2 separate regions of the Eptesicus fuscus genome follow, and region 1 is linked to region 2. The links are chromatin contacts, called in public Hi-C maps. All regions are on one chromosome and are shown on one strand. The core of a region is the stretch at or near the end of the contact, and the rest is flanking DNA. Distances in the headings are between cores, read along the strand shown. Region 1 holds the start of LOC129151662 (interferon omega-2-like). Region 2 holds the start of MTAP (methylthioadenosine phosphorylase).

The links. Hi-C and Micro-C count contacts between places; a contact is called where the count stands out from the background.
Region 1: a Hi-C map of liver shows a contact between it and region 2, with 4 times the contacts expected there. The contact joins the promoter of LOC129151662 here to the promoter of MTAP in region 2. A contact is called at or near these places in 2 of 2 Hi-C or Micro-C datasets (liver and muscle).

Annotation. Positions count from the first base shown.
Region 1 is chr15:17,132,370-17,135,106 of DD_ASM_mEF_20220401, forward strand. It overlaps LOC129151662 (interferon omega-2-like), which reads right to left and starts at 1,484. Exons shown (of 1, transcript XM_054727361.1): 1 at 897-1,484. The coding sequence starts at 1,484. The coding sequence ends at 897.
Region 2 is chr15:16,829,412-16,832,118 of DD_ASM_mEF_20220401, forward strand. MTAP (methylthioadenosine phosphorylase) reads right to left here and starts at 1,394. Exons shown (of 7, transcript XM_054727408.1): 1 at 1,270-1,394. The coding sequence starts at 1,302.

The DNA of each region.
Region 1 (2,737 bases), core at 234-2,733, 300 kb after region 2:
AAGCAATAAGGAATCCAACTTAATCCCTCCTCACGGCATTTTTGTAAACTTTAGACCCATATTCCCAACTACCAATAAGACTTCTCCATTTACATATCTCCCAGGCTCGTTAGAAAGGACATCTAATATTAATTCTCCTTTTCAACTTCATTTGTGCCTAAAATTTCTGGTGTAAGAACATCATTTTCTTTTCCTTCGCAGTGTTTAATACAATAGAGATAAAATAAACGTTAGTACTATTTTATGTCTCCTTTCCTGTAACACAAATTATCAACAATAGGAGCCATACATACTTATTTTGTTAACCTGTATTTCTTGACCGCAATTACATGATATGTCATTTAGATACGCAACTTATATATATAGAATCTGAATAGAATGAATGAGTAAATAAATTTTTACCACTCATACTTCAATATCATTTGCACATTGAGGATTTTGATTTTATAATAAACAAATTCAATAAGTTTTCTTTGATAAGAATTTAATAAATAAAACAAATTGCAAACTAAAAAACATGGAGAGGTAAGTATATTTTATAAATTTAAATATAATGTAATTATATTTGACTTTTGGATATTATAAATATGATAGGTGCAAGAAAAAATAGATTAAATAAACAAACAAAGATAGATACATAGATAGATGGATAGATAGATATAGATAGATAGATATAGATAGATAGATAGATAAACAAGCAGTGGGACAGTAACCTCCTAGGGACTGATAAGACTTGAACTGAAATTTTTAACATATTCTTGCTCAAAAGTACTGATGAAATATTTTCTGAATAAAATTTAATAAAATCTGTGACTACAGCAGACATAAGAGCCTTTTGACATGACCTAAGACATATGGGCAAAGGTGGTCTGGCACATTCATCACTGAGAATTATTTCATGGTGACCTCACATCTCCATCCTTATATCTTAACCTTTCTTGCAAGGCTCTTGTTGAGGAGAAGGATCTCATGATTTCCACTCTGACAACTTCCCAGGCGCAGTCACTGTATTTCTTCTCCTTCAGGTAGAGACGGAGGCCCTGGAAGTACCTCTTCAAGGCCAGGGTAGGGCCCTGCGTGGCCAGGGCAGATCCCTCCTCTCCCATCTCCCGCGCCCAACAGGTGTCCAGGTCTTCCAGCTGCCGATGGAGTCCTGTGCGCAGTTGGTCCACGAGGGTCATGTTCCAGGTGACAGAGGAGTTGTCTGTGGGCAAGAGGTCGGAGATCTGCTGGAGCATCTCGTGGAGGACAGAGATGGCCTGGGCCTTCTGGACCTGGCTGCCATCCACCGTTGCCCGGGGGAAGCTGAAGTGCTTTCTGTCCTTCAGACAGAAGAGAGGGGAGATGGTGCTCATGTGGCTCAGAAGCACTAAGTTCTCCCTGCTGAGCAGGACGTGGTCCTGAGGCGGGTCACAGCCCAGAGCTCCACCGGGGCCAGAGCTGAACAGCACCAGGGCCGTGAGTAGCGAGAGCAGGAGGGCCATGGGCAAAGGAGGGTGCTGCTGGCCTGGCTAAGCTGGGCGTCTTGGACAAAGTGAAAGAACAGGGCTGGCTAAGAGATTTTTCACACAATATGTCAAAACAAAATGAACAAAACTAAAAATTATATACGTGTGCCGAAACCGGTTTGGCTCAGTGGATGGAGCGTCGGCCTACGGACTCAAGGGTCCCAGGTTTGATTCCGGTCAAGGGCATGTACCTTGGTTGTGGGCACATCCCCAGTAGGGGGCGTGCAAGAGGCAGCTGATTGATGCTTCTCTCTCATCGATGTTTCTAACTCTCTATCCTTCTCTCTTCCTCTCTGTAAAAAATCAATAAAATATATTTTAAAAAAATAAAATAAAAATTACACACGTGTATTTATATATAGACTAGAAGCCTGATGCACAAAATTCGTGCAAGAGTAGGCCTTCCTTCCCTCCCGGCTGCCGGCACCAGCTTCCCTCTGGCACCCAGGACCCGGGCTTCCCTCGCTTTGCTCTTTTCCTTTGGCTTTTACTCTAAGTAGAATCCTTGAAGCTGAAACACAGCAGAACCAGAGCACCTGGGGGAGTGGGCAGTAAGGTGGGGGAGCCAAGGGATGGTGTACAGGAGGGAATGCCCTCAGTAAAGCAGGACTGGGGAGAGGAGGAGAGGAAGAGTAGAGCTGCCAGGATAAGCCAACAAATACCATGTGTCTTTCCTGCTCCACTCTAGATGACTCCTCTTGGATTTTTCTACCCACTTCTCCATGGACTATAAATCAGTTTTCAACTCAGGTATAAGTACTGAACGTCTTCCATATTTTCCACGATGCTTCTCAGTTCCATGCTTTTCCAGCTTTTGATAGGCATTTTCTGACTAATGGTGGAACTGTTCTATAGGACTTAATAGACAAATCTTAATCTAAGATAGATTTATATAGAACAAAATAAGGATTTAGGTTTTCAGAATCAAAGAGCTCAGATTTCTTTGATAAGAATTTAATAAAGCAAAACGCAAACTGATTGACAAAAGAGTAAAATGTGTTGTAAATATTAATACATGTTGAGATCAAATATTGATTATATAAATACATAAATAAATAATAAATAATAAATAAACAATAAATAAATAACATCAGGGCAGGTATTTTTTAGGGACTAATATCCCAGAAGCTAAATTTTGTAACGTTTTCATGCTTAATAATCTGAGAAAAGATTTGCTGAATAAAACTTAAATTCTGTGACTAAAGCAGAAATAAGAGCCTTTTGACGTG
Region 2 (2,707 bases), core at 144-2,643:
CACTTTACAGAGGGGCACCTAAGGAACTCGCTTAGCACATGAGCTTCCTTAAAACTCTTTCTGCCTCCCCCCCCCCCCCTTACTGGTAAGGGAGGCGTGTTCCGCAGATATTTTTGAATGCAATATTCTTTTCAAAATGACCAAAGGAGTTACAAATCTAAGTGTGACTGCCACACTCCCCACCCCACTCCCTGTCATAACTGCCTCGTGAAAAGCTGCACGGGCCTAATAAACGAATCATCGCTGTGACTGATTACACGGAGACAGCAGAGATTTGCCTTCTCCCCGAGAGAAGTGAACACAAAGCGAGGAACCCAGAGATACCTGGGTAAAGGAGGCGGGCCTCCTCCCTACCCCATAGGCCAAGAATTTCTCAAGTTATCTGACTTCCTAGCCAATCATAAACAGAGAAGAGATCTTAAGTTTTATCAATTTTTCTTTATGCACTGTAACTCTACACTCTCCCAGGACACCAGCCAGGCCAGAGGAGTTTAAGCCCCTGGGAAGCTGGGGGGGGGGGGGGGGGGGGGGAAGAGGGGGCTCAGAACTCGTACTCTCCTCTGGCTAAGGATCCCACCGCACAAAGGTCTCCTGTACAGAGGAGACCTGTACAAGTGCTAGAGCACAAGGCAACCGATCTCTGACTTTCATGATCACAAACAAAGCAGTTCAAAGCCAGAGGCCTCCAAAGAGGGAGCTGCCTGTACTCCAGGTCGGCGCTGCAGAAGTCAGAATGCCTGAAGCAACGAGCTGCAGGGGACACTTCAGGGCAAGGCCTACGTTTGGAAGAAAAAAAAAAAAAAAGCCGGAAGCTTGTAAAAGAGCAAACACGCAGTTCTCCCACGTGGGCCGCGGGCAGAAAGCGGAATCAGAGCGGAAGCACGAGGAGACGGGCTCAGAGCTGCAGGCACACTGCTAGCCCCAGCCGAGCGCATCTCCGGGAAAAGCAGGACCACTCGGGAAAGGCTGGCGCGCGGCGGAGCTCTGCCCACAGCCCCTCTCCAAAGGGCTTGCCCACACCCTGCACGGTGAGGGTGCAGCCGAGACCAAAGGTGGAGGGGGCGAGCTTGCAAGCTTTCCCTCCCGCCCGCTCCCCGCCCCTGGGCGAACCCGTCCTGGTGCAGTGCCCTAGACCTTTCCCGCCTCGGCGGGGGCGCACTGGCAGGGCACCCACGCAGGGCGCACGCCCCCGATGCGCGGTCCCCCCGGGCGGGAGCGAGAGCGCAGCGGGCAGGGGCGGACTGTAGCCGCCAGGACGGCTAATCTCACCTTCACGGCTGTGGGGGTGGCACCTGAGGCCATGTCTGCGCCGGGAGGAGGCTTCGGGATGGGCACGCCGTGGGGGAGAGACGCGCAGCCGGATCGAGCGCGCGGCGCGGGACCGAGCAATGCGGGTCCGGAGTGGCTCTGACTCCTCCTCTTCCTCCCCGGGACAGCTGGATTGGCTGCTGGCGTGGGCTCTCCCCCGCCGCCCCCCTCCTCAAATCGTGGTTCCCGCGTCCCGCCCCGGGTGCAGACTTTTCCGGTTCTCCGTGGGTTTGGGTGTTTCCCCATCCCCGAGGTAACTAACGGGTTTATAACAACGATACTAGTGGAGACCGTTTGTTGAGCGCTTGATTGGTGCCAGACTCTGCTGTGCACTTGAATCAGCCGCGTTAACTTTCCCAAGAACCCCACAGGGAAGAGCAGCACCCCGCTCTGCCAAGTATTGCTGGCTCATCTGTGAAAGCAGGCTGGCCTGCGTGCAGCTCTCGCGGGAGAGAGGATCAGCAGCAGAGGGAGCGGACTGCGGCTTACTCATCTCCAGTTTGGGGGGAGGCTCTTACTAGGCTGAGACCGCGCCTCACTCAGCCTGACTTGACAGGGCCAGCACCGTCTTTAACCCCTCCCACGGGGCAGCATCCAGTCCACCTAGATTCAGACTCCAGGCTCCTGTCTTCATCATTTCACATTGGCTGGTCACCGCCAACACACACACACACACACACACATATGATCCTCCTGGATCACAGATACAAAGGTACATTTGGCCACTTTGTCAGTGGATGAGAGTCTGGCATTGGAAGCTGAGGGGAAAAGTTAAAAGTTCTATGAACAAGCAGCCACTCTGGATAGAGCAGAACATTGTCAAAAAATATCTTAAGAGGGCAATAAGAAAATTAATAGTCATAATAATAAAATTTAAAAATTGCTGCCCCTTTAAATTCCCAGGTAGGCATAAAATCCTCAGAGATGTGTGAATTGGTGTACATTCAGGTTTAAAAGCCTCCATGCCATCACTGGGTAGTAAATTTACAGTGCAGAGACAAGGGAGTTGGACAAGTAGGACTTGAGGAGGGGAGTCAGGATCAGATGAACGGCTGCCAAATGTACTCCTGAGCCTGTCTCAGGGTCATTGGCTTCAAGGGGAAGAAGGTTTTTGTAGGTTCGAGATGCCCAGTTACAAGCAATAAACAACTTCAGGTTTGGTAATTTATAGTTCACATGGCAAGACTCCACAGTTTTTATAAAACATTTACAGAGTGATTTACATAAATATTTGGTTTTCTATCATGATACTTCATTGCCCTTTGGGTTGGCACACCCTGGAGCTGTTCCTTTAACTTGGTTGAGTGCCTTGACTCATTAGTGGTGACCACACTATTTTTGACAACAATTATCAGGTAATCAGATTTCTTAAGAAATAAGCTTAGGGAGGATTTTCAAT